Linked DNA regions of Zea mays: region 2 is linked to region 1. A link is a contact called in public Hi-C data. All regions are on one chromosome and are shown on one strand. Each heading gives the region's core, a stretch centred on a gene start, on an enhancer-like site or on the middle of the called end of the contact. The rest is flanking DNA. Distances are from core to core; before and after follow the strand shown.

The links. Hi-C and Micro-C count contacts between places; a contact is called where the count stands out from the background.
Region 2: a Hi-C map of ear shows a contact between it and region 1, with 1.7 times the contacts expected there. The contact joins the promoter of LOC103635013 here to the promoter of LOC100280177 in region 1. A contact is called at or near these places in 2 of 25 Hi-C or Micro-C datasets (ear and tassel).

What each region holds. Positions count from the first base shown.
Region 1 is chr8:29,324,425-29,331,756 of Zm-B73-REFERENCE-NAM-5.0, reverse strand. It overlaps LOC100280177 (ribosome S8 superfamily protein), which reads left to right and starts at 2,809. Exons shown (of 3, transcript NM_001153109.1): 1 at 2,809-4,209; 2 at 4,290-4,450; 3 at 4,543-4,860. The coding sequence starts at 4,077. The coding sequence ends at 4,641.
Region 2 is chr8:29,485,686-29,493,017 of Zm-B73-REFERENCE-NAM-5.0, reverse strand. It overlaps LOC103635013 (tRNase Z TRZ3, mitochondrial), which reads right to left and starts at 3,820. Exons shown (of 12, transcript XM_008657582.4): 1 at 3,338-3,820; 2 at 2,624-2,713; 3 at 2,313-2,357; 4 at 2,137-2,191; 5 at 1,980-2,023; 6 at 1,473-1,862; 7 at 776-1,035; 8 at 318-453; 9 at 194-244. The coding sequence starts at 3,676.

The sequences.
Region 1 (7,332 bases), core at 1,560-4,059:
AATGAAAGAAACAATCCATGCATATCTTGTAAGTATTTATATTGGCTCAATTCCAAGCAACCTTGCACTCATATTATGCAAACTAGTTCAAATTATGCACCTCTATATTTGCTTTGGTTTGTGTTGGCATCAATCACCAAAAAGGGGGAGATTGAAAGGGAATTAGGCTTACACCTAGTTCCTATATAATTTTGGTGGTTGAATTGCCCAACACAAATCTTTGGACTAACTAGTTTGCCCAAGTGTATAGATTATACAGGTGTAAAAGGTTCACACTCAGCCAATAAAAAGACTAAGTTTTGGATTCAACAAAGGAGCAAAGGGGCAACCGAAGGCACCCCTGGTCTGGCGCACCGGACTGTCCGGTGTGCCACCGGACATGTCCGGTGCACCAGGGGAACTCAGACCCAAACTCGCCACCTTCGGGAATTTCTGGAGGCGACTCGGCTATAATTCACCGGACTGTCTGGTGTACACCGGACAGTGTCCGGTGCGCCAAGGGAGGTCGGCCTCAGAAACTCGCCAGCTTCGGGAAACTCCAACGGCTAGTCCACTATAATTCACCGGACTGTCCGGTGTGCACCGGACTGTCCGGTGCGACTCCGGAGCAACGGCTATCTCCGCGCCAACGGCTCTCTGCGGAGCAATAAATGCGCGCGCAGCGCGCACAGGAGTCAGAATCGCCCATGCTGGCACACCGGACAGCAAACAGTACATGTCCGGTGTGCACCGGACACCCTGGAGGGCCCACAAGTCAGAAGCTCCAACGGTCAGAATCCAACGGCAGTGATGACGTGGCAGGGGGCACCGGACTGTCCGGTGTGCACCGGACTGTCCGGTGCGCCATCGAACAGACAGCCTCCCAACGGCCACTTTTGGTGGTTGGGGCTATAAATACCCCAACCACCCCACCATTCATTGCATCCAAGTTTTCACCTTCCAACCACCTTACAAGAGCTAGCTTTCATTGCAAGACACACCAAAAGAGATCAAATCCTCTCCCAACTTCATTCAAAGCCCTAGTGACTAGAGAGAGTGATTTGTAGTGTTCATTTGAGCTCTTGCGCTTGGATCGCTTCTTTTCTTTCGCATTCTTTCTTGCGATCAAACACTCACTTGTAATTGAGGCAAGAGGCACCAATTGTGTGGCGGCCCTTGCGGGAAGTTTGATTCCCAAGTGATTTGAGAAGAGAAGCTCACTCGGTCCGAGGGACCGATTGAGAGAGGGAAGGGTTGAAAGAGACCCGACCTTTGTGGCCTCCTCAACGGGGAGTAGGTTTGCAAGAACCGAACCTCGGTAAAACAAATCCGCGTGTCACACTCTTCATTTGCTTGCGATTTGTTTTGCTCCCTCTCTCGCGGACTCGTTTATATTTCTAACGCTAACCCGGCTTGTAGTTGTGATTATTTTTGAGAATTTCAGTTTCGCCCTATTCACCCCCCCTCTAGGCGACTTTCACGAGGCCAACCCCCAACGGGAGATGCAGTCACGACTCAACCGAGGTCAAGCCCTGGCTAGACAATCAGTCACGACTCGCCTGAGGCCACCCTCGGGTGGGACATGCAGTCATGACCCGCCCAAGGGCAACCCCTGGCGGGAGACATAGTCACGACTCGTCCGTGGCCATCCTCAGGTGGGACAGATAGTCACAACTCGCCTGAGGCCATCCGCGGGCGGGACAGGCAGTAATGACTCGCTCGAGGCCATCTACGAGTGGGATAGACAGTCACGACTGGCCCAAGGCCAACCTCCGGCAAGACAAGTAGTCACAACTCGCCCGAGGCCATCCTCCGGTGGGATACACAGTCATGACTCGCTCGAGACCACTCTCGGGCGGGAGAGGCTGTCAAGAATCGCCCAAGGCCAAGCCCGGTGGGAGACGCAGTCACGACTCGCCTGAGGACACCCTCGAGCGAGAGACATAATCACGACTCGTCTGAGGCCAAGCCCGAGCGGGACAGGCAGTCACGACTCATCCGAGGCCAAGCCCGGGCAGCAGACACAATCACGACTCATCCGAGGCCAAGCTCGAGTAGCAGACGCAGTCACGACTCGCCTAAGGCCACTTTGGCAGAACTGTCCGCACCCGGCCTCCTCCACCTCTTCCCGCCTCTCGCTCTAACCGCGCCACGTTCCACATGTCGTGGCCTCCATCCACCTAACGCCCTCCAATCTGCCTCCCGATGCAATTCGCGGTCCCACACACCCGCCCCCCGAGCCTACCTCCCAATGTCACCTCCCTCGCATGTCGACCCGACACATGAAGTTTGGTTGATAACATCACTAAACAATGACCTATACATACACAAGTGTCACCCTGTCGATTGATTACCTCACTAAACAATGACCTATGCCTGCATTAGTATAACCCGTTGCAACGCACGGGCATATACCTAGTAATCTGTGATGTTTGTTTGTCCCTTAACTCATTTAAGTTATTAAACAACTAAAGGTACGATGGAGCGATGACAGCGTTGGAGAGGCCGATCAGGCCGACAAGCGGGCCCGCCCAGGCCGAATTTAGCCTTGGTACTACTTACAGAGTAACAGAGCCGGTCACGCTGAGCCCTGAGCAGTGAGCACATAGGTCGGCCGGGCCAACTTTTCTATCTGTCAAGTTGGGTTGTGATTCTTCGGCTTGCTGGACAGCCCATGGGATTTTTTGAGCTTGCTGGACGGTGACTTGGCCCAGCAAGGCTTGTGTCTGTGCTGCCTGCGTCCACCAGGCCGATTGCAATATAAGATGCACCGCCTGTCGCTTCCGCTGGGCAAAAACCCTAATCGCATCTGCTTCCAGAGCCCCCCGCCGCCGCTGCGCCCTCCTCTCGGTCCTGCCGTCCGTCGAGGTTAGTCTCCACGTTCCTTTCCCTCCACCCATGAACTGTATCAGTATCAGATCCGCTTTTGTTTGGTTTCGCGATGAGCTAGTAGAGCGGGGCAGGTGCTGCGGATGGGTCTAGCGATGGAGGACGACGGTGTCGTCGCACGCACCTCGTCGGCTTCATGATTTATCCCCTCTGCCCCATGCGTGCTCAAACTAGGAACTAGGCTTCACATTCTTCTCCCCACAAATCGTGGTAGCTGCGTCCTTGCAGGATTTGTGGGAATTGCGGTTGCTTTTCATGCGCCTTCTGCTTTGACGTGATTGCTTGTATTGATTCCCGATGCTCCTGTGCGAGGCTGTTACTCTGTATTGTTTTCTGTGTGTTCTGTTTTTGCATGATCCGTGAAGCGTCTCTTGTAATAGTGTGTTCTGCTTGTGCATTATCCGTGAAGCTTGTCTTGCAATACTGATATGCTGTCCTGATGGAATGTCCAGGGAGGCTATATACTTAGTTAGCGAACAAGTACATCATGATGTAGGTGTTTGATGCTGAGAGATACCGTACTTTGGTTGTCGGTCTGCATTAGGCACCGGTTGGGTGCTTGCTGGTCAGCTGTTTTGTAGGTTAGATTAGACCCGGCACAAGACTGCTTATTATAATATCAATTTAGCTGTGGTAATTAGATGGGGCATTCTTCAGGATCTAGTTCTTGTTGATCAAAGCAGACTAATTGCAAACTAGACGATGAAGGGTGTGGAATACTGCTAGTGTTAATTTAATGGTATGTTGTTTATGAACTAAAGCTTTATCCTGCACGATCTCATTGATGAAACGAACTAATACACATGTGATGAGTAGTTTACAACCACTAGAGCCGATATCATGGATATCCTGTTATTAGCCTTACGTTGTCTCATACATTGGTCTGGCTTTGTACGTACTATTTTGTTACCTTTCTTCTGAGTACTAACTTTCAACTGTATAGGTCATGTGGTTAAGCTTGGTATCTCCTTTAGAATGCATTTATTTACATGATTTTTAGTATAGCACCAGATGAGTCTTTTTCGTTAGATGAATGTTTGTACTAAACAAGCAAACCTTTACATTGTTTTTCATTGATGTAGCGGCATGGTTACTTGTACCTTTGGTTGTGTTACATAAATGCAAATGGCTGTTTCCTCTGATATTCTTGTCTGTGTCTGGCATGAGACCCTTACAACTGTATCTCTTTGTTCAGGTAAAAGGACAGCATGGTGAGGGTCAGCGTGCTCAATGATGCTCTCAAGTCCATGTACAATGCTGAAAAGATAGGGAAACGTCAGGTCATGATCAGGCCGTCATCCAAGGTGATCATCAAGTTCCTGACGGTCATGCAGCGCCATGGTTAGCCCTCCTCAACCTTATGCCCATTTGAATTGCTTCATTCTGAGGATACGCCCCTGATTATTATTGTTCTATATTAGGTTACATTGGCGAGTTCGAGTACGTGGATGACCACAGAGCTGGGAAGATCGTGGTGGAGCTGAATGGAAGACTGAATAAATGTGGTGTTATTAGCCCACGTTTTGATGTAGGTGTTAAGGAGATCGAGGGATGGACGGCGAGGCTTCTTCCATCTCGCCAGGTTAGTCCAGGCTGCTGTCTCTACAAAATCTGATTAGAGTTTGTCTGTACACTTTGACCCCAGTGCTAACTGTGCCTCTTTGACTGGTGTAGTTTGGCTACATCGTCCTAACAACTTCTGCTGGAATTATGGACCATGAGGAGGCCCGCCGTAAGAATGTTGGTGGCAAGGTTCTAGGTTTCTTTTATTGAAAATGTGTTTTTTTGAGCCACAGATGCGTCCAAGAACTCGTCTGATGTTTTGAGGTTTGTTAAGACTGGGTGTCCGAGCCTTTGTGGTTTGTTAAGACAGCGATGTGTCATGTATTTCAGAAATTGGGATTTTTATGAGATGTACCTGCGAGAGCCCTGTCTGTTTCGATTTTCAGATATTGGTTTTGATTTATGCGATACAAACAGGTCCTTTAGTCCATATAACTTTTTGATGCTGACTTTATTGGTGTAAGGTAGTGTGCTAGGCACTGCTTTCATATGGTAATCTGAAACCGATCAAAATCAGGTGGACAGGAGCTTTTCTTGTTGTTAACTGCGATTTGTTAAACTGTGCTAAGCTTTCACACCCAGATTTAAGGGATAAAGCCGGCTGCGTCTCATGTGTGCGTCAAAAAAGAATAATATATATAATGGGTCTCATGTGTGCGTCAAAAAAGAACAATATATATAATGGCCAAGTGTATAGATATAAATGTCACAAATATTATTACATAGAGGAAGTGTCTTATAAAAATAAATGAGAACAATAAAGCGAACTAATAATTATTACTTGTGTTATGAAGCTGACTAGGAGGTGCTACCTAGATAAGCTCACAAAAGAAACAGGTTGTGAGGAATAATATGCTAGATCTTCTCATTGTAGACCTTCTTATGGACTATCTGCTCTTCACCTGTGAGGGTTTATAAATCACATATGTATGAACCTAAATGTGGGAGTTTATGTGAAGTGTAAGATCAATAAATAAGGGAAAGCTAAACATTGCTTTTAATAAGTTGGCCAAATTTTATTAGGAGTTACTAAATGTAAGTGTATACCAATCCAATGTAATAGTATATCAGAATTAATAATAAACCACAATACGATGCAAATAACAAATTAAATTTACTTTCCTACATTAATCATGTGAGTGTCAGAGCAGCTCATGATCGTGAGCACGACTGATATACCAATTTTACACTTTGCAGAGGTTGCACATCTTTACCCACAAGCCATGCTACTCATTTGTCAAGTGGTCTAGAAGTCTCATTCATCTCTACCGAGGAGACGAGGCAGGGGAGCACTACAAGACATTTCTAAAGTTCCACTATTTCGAGAAAACCCGCTAGGGATTCAGGAAGAAAGAAGCATAGGAATCCCCGTCCGAAAAGCTAGACAATCCGACCCGAGAACCTCCCTATACTCTGTAGCGACGCCTCCCCACTTGCCCCTTGTAAGGTAATATCTCCATAGTTTTCCTAATTACTTGGCCAAGGGTGTCCCATTCTACCCTTGTGGTAGTACTGTTTTCTCGGATGGTTCTCCATGTTCCAATTAACACAGTAATGTTACCATGAACAATAAATAATCAACAGTAATAATAAAAAATGATCATTTGTCAAATTTATCTCCACACCCAAAACCACATATAACAATAGCAAGACTACCCAAAAGTTCAATGGTGATCAAGGCATTGGGTAAATCAGACCAGGGTGACCTATTGGGTTCCATTAAAATTAAGCCTAAACATGTCATAGTGATTAAAGAGAACATTATTGGGTAAATAAAAGTGGTCAAGGGCACAACTTGCCTTCAATGAGCTCCCGCTCAGTATTTTCCACCCGCTGAGTACCGGAGTCCTCGGTTGCTTGTTCGTCTACTCGCAACAATACAAATAAACATGGTACAAGTTAAATTAGCATCACACCAAACAGAGGAATATAATAAATGATAATATTCTACACATCGTAACGAGATCGTAGGATTGAGATCACTAAATTTGGAGTTACGGTTAAAGAGTTATGATTTTCTGCAACTTAAAGTGTTTGGTATGGAATAAACTACGTGGATAATTTTAATCTACGTTTCATGATAAAACAGAGTTACCAGGTGATAGAAAACATTAATACAAAATTAATGCTACTGGAATGTACCAAAAAGGAATTAAAATGAATTTACTATGACTTAAACAAGTTTTTGGAATTATTTTAGTACTAAAAACCATTTTCTATATTTGTTTTATCCCATTTATCAGCCCTCCGGACTGCGCTCACAATACTGGAAAGTATGGGGGGCTAACTCATAAATTCTCAGTACACAGATTAAACCCTCCTCAACACTCGATGGACTGCGGGTTGATTTCAGTATATTCTAGGGGATCTTTTGCAAAGCGGACACAATCGAAAGGGTACGAGATAAGATCGGCCGTTGGTTTAGGAACCTGCGGTACATATTAGATTGTGAAGGGGTTCAGCACTGGCCATCGGATTCAAATCCTACGGATCAAACCAGGTCAGTCAAATGAAGCGGTAAGGTATCTCGGCCGTCCGATCAGACACGAACGACACATATTAGATTCCACGCATCTGAACGGGTATGCAATGCAGTCCTTCGGATTCAAATCTAACGGCGTAGGTTTTGAATACACAGATCTATCCATAACCACCGGATCTGAGACCTACGATCCGGATTCTGCTGGGCGAAGGGATATTCTATCTTCTAATCGCAACCGTTCACGCATGAATCGACGGTCGGGCGCCTTTCCCTCCATCCTAACGGCGAAGCTCGGTGGTGATCCGAGCCACCACGACGGCGGATTCACCGGACCAAGCCAACTACGATTCCGAGCCCGAAAGATCTCTCCCGAAGCAGCTACACGAAGCGGAGGCAAGCGCGAAGCTATTGAAGGATTG
Region 2 (7,332 bases), core at 2,571-5,070, 160 kb before region 1:
AGACCTAAACAATTTTGAAGTCCCAATTGGACCTAGGCATTCTACCTTCCCAATCTTAATGGTTTGCTGAATAACAAGACTTCAATAAAAAAGATGGCATCAAAGCCCCAATCAGAACATCAGATTAATACATATATTGATCACATAAGTACGTAACAGGTGTGATACAGCAAGGATTAAAGAAAAAAAATACCTTTAGGAGGTTTTGCGCAGACACACTTCCACAGGCTTCCGATGAAACACTCTGAAAGGAAAACAAAAAAATCTATAAAAAGTAATTCAACCTTCAAGGTATCATATAAGCTACTAGAACCTACCTTATCATTTTCCATGACATCATTTGAAGGTTGTTCCGACCAAAACCCAGAGGATGGGAAAAGCTGAGGGCATACAAAATTGAGGTGTGATGATATCCTTGCACTACCTTTCAAGATAGGAATTTCCATGTTTTTACTGTGTGAATAAAAAAACAGAAGAAAAAAGGCATAAGGCCAATCAGCCAAAAAAAACTGTGGCACAAGCTGAAAATACAACTTAAACAGTTGCATACAATGTATTTTTCCCATATCATTATGGAAAACTAAACCCTGAGAACCAGCAGTCACTACTCACTAACATATACGAACATAGTCGTTTCACCTCGCTTGTATTCAGCAACACAGTAGTTAACTCTGGGTTTGCATAATTGCATGCAGTGTCAATCAGTTCAAACTGACATAGGAAATCTACACACAGAATGGACTTCATTAAAAAAGAAAATGGAATTGAATCGTACATTTCATGTCCTGCCATGATATGTTGCGTTGCACCAAATTTTTTCATCCAGTTCTGGTAGTCAACAGATCTAGTCACAGGTGATGGACCTAAGTGGATTATGCAATTTACTTTCTTGCCACTTTGTTCTGGAGAATCTTCATAAAAGCAGCTAAGGGGGTGCAGTGAAAAAAGTTCTGGCATATGATACTGTGTGGGGCAATCCACCAGAAGAACAGTTGGTCCAGGAATTGATGGACCAAGAACGTCACTTGGATGAACCTAGATATTAATTGATAAAACATGAGAAGCTTCAGAAAAGGAGCTCAAAGTAGATAAATGGCGCATGTAATTGGTGTTCAAACATCAAACTTATACTAAAAACTTGCATTCTAGCATTTAAATAATCATAAAGTAGCAGATTCTCAAAAGTGACACAACTATTAAAATTTCTGATAAGCCTTAGTCTGTTAAAATAGCCATATAAAATTAACGAGTCCAAGGACAACTAGCATATGTTAACATAGTGTAGTTATAAAAGAAGAAATATCTAATTTCATGCATCCCAATGCAATATTAAGCTAAACACTTAAACAGACTCCAAAAGTCCAACAACAAAAGGCAGTGTTCTTCTCCTAGATGGCAAAAGTCTCATAGAAAAGAGAAGGTAGTACAAAAGGATAACAAACATAACAAAAATTGTTTTATTCATGACTAACCATTTCATCAAATTGATCAGACTGCACAGAATTCCCAAGTTGAAGTTCACGGTACTTGGGACCAGGCCTAAGGCCAAGGGCAGCAGCCTTAGATGGGTCAAACTTTCCCTTAATTTCTGGCAACTCACAGGCATATACTATAGCAGTATCACCAGGCTTCATGTCACTATCGTTTGAACTACCAGTTCCATTATTGTATTTTGGTTTGACAAACATTGCAGATACCCGAACTACTTCATCATCAAGAACAATAACGGAGTCTGTAGATTGTGGTGAAGATGCATTTCGATCAGCACCAAAGCTATGTGTGTGAAGCATTGCTCTATTTGGGATAAAAGATCTCATTGCCCCAGCTAAAAAGTCAAGATCAGAAGGCCCCCATATGTTCACCTGTTTTCAAGATAGCAGGAAGACAACTACAGTTAGTTGGTTGAAACACTTTTAATATTGGATGCATAAATGCATCTGTTGACAGAAAACACAGAAAAAGAAACCATGTCAACTCACCGACATGCCCTCATCTCCAATTCCTGCTAGAGTTAGCACCAGGCCTACAATATACCATAATACAAAAGGCTATGTCATGATGATGTAAATATCATTACATCAAGTGAACCAAATTAATCATGTTAGATGGTACAGAAGAAGGTTTTAGAAAGAATACCTGGGAGCCCCCCTGCAGTTTCTGAGCAGACGCGGGTCAAGAAGATATGGTCGATCTGGGAAGCGAGAGATTGTTTCGTAAGCAAGTTAGTATTTTTACAGTATAAGATTAGGATGTAAGAAATTCAAAAACAGATTATCCATGGTGGAGGGAGTTCGAAACTTCGAATAACATACCTTTGATAGTTTTATCTTGTGTTCAGTACAGAAACGTTGAAGACCCTGTCAGATGGCAAGATTTGAGTTTAATCGGCACAAAATGGCAAAAGCAAGATGAACTTTCTCCAGATCTTTAAGTTGAATCTTATATTGGCTGCAGCTCAGCATAAGACCATGGTTTTCAAAATGCTTTCTGCAACACCTCACAAAAGAGAAACAAATAAAATTCTCTTTTCAGCTAACTACAATTGTGTGCTATTTTTTAGGCAACAACCAATTATTAGCTTGTTCTGAAAAAATTATAGGAACCAGATCACAGCAGAACCTACCTCGCCCGCATTAAAAATAAACCTTTGTTTGTCAAAGAATAGTAGAATAGAAGGTGAAGTGTCCTGTGTGTCCATTCCTGTACCAAGTATCTGCGCAGGAATAACAAAGGGGAGTGAGATTGAATGAAAACCAAAAGAACAACAGTTCCTGCACTCATGAACTAGTTCAAGGGAAGAAATTGCCCCCACACTAATTATTTGGTTCAACCAATGCAGTGATTCACCAATGGGACAGCTGCATAAGGCCAGGCCAGCAGCTGGGGTTATTGAGTGCATATTTTACACATTATTACAATATAATCTCAGAGATTAGGGTGGATTTTTATGGTTATTATTGACTGAGTGTGTCGATGATGTATCTTTGTTGTAAATTCTGCACCATTCAACAGAATACGTTTAAATAATGATAGTTGTTTACCAAAAAATAAGTTAAATACTAGATGGCCTATGGTTTGGCTTTGGATTCTTTGTATGCTACCTCTACTCTTCCCATGAGAACAGTTTGGGATTGTATCTGGTTCATGCCTAGCAATGTTAGGCTAACAGACGCAAATGTGGCCTCTGGAACTACTAATCCACGGTATTTATAATTGCACACATGGTCCAATCTCTCCTCGAATAAACCCCAAACTAGGTATACTAGTGATTTGAATCAGAAAGTTGACGTAAAATGGCGCCAAGCAGAAAGAATCCACAAGTCAGTGATGCCCTCACCTGCACGTAGCATGTGGTGTTGACGGGGTTGAGCCTGCGGGTCTTGAGCTCCATGCTGCCGCGCTTCCCTCCGTCCTTCCCCTCGGCCCGCTTCCTGTTGAAAGCCACCTCCTTGTCCATCTCCTCCTTGGCGGGAGCCTTCCCGAGCGTGCTGGTCCCGCGGCGAGGTTCGGTGTGCCGGCGGCGGCGGTAGGCGAGGGCGCGGAGGCCAGCGGCGCGGCTTAATGAAGCAGGGCAGGAGGAGAGGAGGCGGCGCGAGTGGTGGAGGAGAGGCGCGGGGGCTGCTAGGGTTTGGGAGAGGGGGAGGAGGAGGCGGAGAGGGGCGGCCACCTGCGGCATGGCTCGCGCGTGCTACAGAGGTGTGCCGGTTTTATTTCGGCGGCGGCGGGCGGGGTTTGGGGGGCCGCGACCCGCGCGAGAGGGCACCACGGCTAGGCTCGACGAAAAACTCGTACGTCGTTAACTCGATCCACTCGACTCGATAGTAGCTCGACTCGACTCGTTTATAATTTGTAACGAGATGGGCTTGTATTTCAACTCGTTATGATAACGAGCCAGCTCGAACTGACTCGCGAGCCAAATGAGTTAGAGTAATTAGTCAAATCACAATAATCTCTAATCCAAAATAGTTAATCTTGTACTCTACTATAGTTAATCTTGTTCTTTGTTGAGTGTGGAATCTTAAGTTACAAACTCTATTCTTTTTTTCTAAATAGATCTCCTCTTTTTCTTTTGCTACATGTTTTTATATCCGTTCGTAGACACTAGATATGATATTATCGAGCTGGCTCGCGAGCTAAACGAGCTAGCTCGAGTTGGCAAACGAGTCGAGTCGAGCTAGATCTTTAGCTCGTTAACATAACGAGTCGAGCCGAGCCAACTTATTATCTTAACGAGCCAGCTCGAGTCGAGTCGAGCCGAGCCGAGCCGAGCCAACTCGATATCCACCCCTAACCACGGCACCACCATCACGCAGGAGACACAGGTAGTTTAGGTTTCTTTTTTTCTCATATCTTTTTGCCTCTTGCAGTCTGCAGACCATCCCATCAAACCTCGGTTTATAGATGGCCACACGAACTATACTCCTCATGCAGTCTGCAGACCATCCCATCAAACCTCGGTTTATAGATGGCCACATGAACTATACTTTCTAGATGGTCCAAAGTCTGATCCCGCAAAACAACAACACTAGCACGGCTCAACTCTATGTTCTTAGCTAGTGTTTGATTGAGGAGTCAAGTAGAACGGAGCCGTTCCATCTCTGATTCTAGGAACGGAGCCGCTATGTTCTGTGTTTGGTAAGCTAGAACGGAGTGTCTCTGTTTTTTGTTTGGTTGCAGAGTGAACTGGAACAGAGCGGCTCTGTTTTTTGTTTGGTTGCAGAGGGAGGCGTGCGAGCTGCTGCGCATGGAAGGGAGGACGAGCTATGCGAGCGGGCTGGGAACGGAGCGGCTTCGTCCCATTGATTTTTTGGAGTGGGATGGTTCCAGATCTAAGGAGAATATTCCCTAATTGGAGCCACTACGTTCTAGTTACTTTGTAACCAAACAACAACAAAAGTGGGACAGAACGGCTCCGTTCTACTTGGCTCTTCAACCAAACGCTATTAGATCGCCTTCAGCCGCTCACGTATCCTGTATTTTAAACTTTATTTTTATAAACAGTGTCATGTGTCTCCTATTTTATACAATCCACTGAAGACAATTTAGTGGTACTTTCGATCTAATGTGATGCAGTTTGGAAGACAAGAAACCATAAATATCTATCTCAGCGAACTAGTGTGGGATGAGAGTAGAAGGATCAATAGACCAAGGAGTAAGTTAAAAGGATAGTCTTTGACATGAAAATGGACTCAACGTCAAACCCAAATGGGTTTAATTTACCTTTTTACATGTCATGTTGGGAGGTTATCGAGTTAGATTTGATGGGAATGGTGGAGGATTTCACTATGGGAATTACTTCTTGTTAAAAGCCACTAGGAATTCGAGGCATGTCCGCGTTTCACGGGGCTTTGCCCATCCCGGGACTGACGCATGTACGAACCTGTTGGACCTGAAATTTTCCATTCATCTCGGCAGAGCGGACCGTTCGTTGCGTCCACCTTCCTCGCGTTTCACGAAGCCGGAGGCTCAGCGTGTCGATTCTCTATCTCCATCTCCCCATACATGCTCGCCAGACCCCCCCTCCTCTATCTCCACCACCATGGTCGGGCCCCGCTCGCCTCCTCCGTCGACCTCGTCCGCTGGCTCCATTACTCCTCGTCGTCACCGCCGTTAGCCACGACCCCACCTCCATCCCCTTCGTCTCCCACATCCCCCTTCTCTCCTTCTCCGACCCTATCTTCCAGCTTGCCCCTGTCTCGCTCCCGTTCACGAGTGAGAGGGCGACTCCCTCGTATGCTCCCTGTCTCCGTGCCGCCGCCGCTTGGCAGCAACGTGTCTGCGCCCATCGTGGTCAACTCTATTTCTGTCTCCCCCTACGCACTCGCAAAACCCCCCTCCTTCTCCACCGCCATGGTCGGGCGCCGTTCGCCTCCTCCGTTAACCTCGTTCGCTGGCTCCCTTCCTCCTCGCCGCCGTCGTCCATGACCCCACCTCTGTCCCCTTTGCCTCAAACATCCACCTTCTCGTCCTCTCTGACCCCATCTCCTAGCTCGCCTCCGTCCCACCCCCAGTCCTGTGCCACGACACTCCCCTGTCCCCCTGCTACGCTTGTCGCTGCCACCTCCACGGCACACCTTCAGTGGTTGTTTCCACTGGTTCATCTAATATGGCAACAAATTCCTAGCAGAACCTCAAATATGGTGGACCGCTAGCTACTGACTAGACACATGTTGACATTGAAATTATGAGCGATGGCATGGAGAAGTAAGCTATCTCAACTATCATATGCATACATATTGTTTTGTAATTATGTTCCTTTCAGAATTTTTTTCTTTATTATCAATTTTTTGTCTTAGTGCTATGTTCAATGGATACAGATTATCTGAACGATGTTGCCACAGAGTTTTTCTATCACTTGTTGAAGTTTGGATCCATTTAACTCACTGCTAAAATATTTCCCTTTGTTTTCTTTTGTGTACAATCATGAAAAACTCTTAGATATGTTCAAGAACAAGGCATGAAGTATATCAAGATAGGAGCAGTGATACCGAACATGATAGTAAGAGATGTCGCAATGAGGTGCAAGTGGGTAGGGGTAAGCAGTCTACATCCCCTACATGATATTGTATAATGGTATTTCTTCTTTAAAAAATGATCATTTTTTATTTCTGACTACGAGGATATTATCCACGTCAGATGCATAATGTGTAAGAACACTGAATATATTCAAATCGTGCAAAAAATGTTCATAAATATTAATCACTTCCTTAGGTATACACATACCTAGTTCCTTTCTTGATCTATTTTCTGACTTGCCATGCAAAACTTATATTGTTTCTGAAAGTTGATTTGAATAGAATTCCACTAACCATGGGCGCATATACTATCGCTAGCATGAATGATAGACGACTTTGTTTTTAATCCATTAGATTCAAGCATTATGACCATGATCATAGTGAGACCTGAGTTGGCAATCATTGTACCATTTTGGTCTATTATTCTATCGCTTTTGATTTGTAAATCTGAAGAAAAAGAAAGGTCTATCAAAAGACAACATGACCTTATTTCATGGCAAAGCACACCCATTTCTTTGTTGGCAGTATTCCACCTTTTTGTTCATTATGTTTATTAGCTACAACAGGTATATGGCTAAAATAAGCCAACCTTCACATATTCCTTTGATTGATAAGGAGACTAACAGAGTAATATTCAAATTCAACTATGGTACAAATGTGTGATAACTATTTCATTTGATGTATATGATGAACTATTTTATTTTATTTTATTTTATTTTATTTTATTTTATTTTGAAGTTCCATCAGAAGTATAACTAGCTAAATAACATATAATTTCTGCACCAATCCGTCTTTACTTGGATGTGCATTTTCTGTC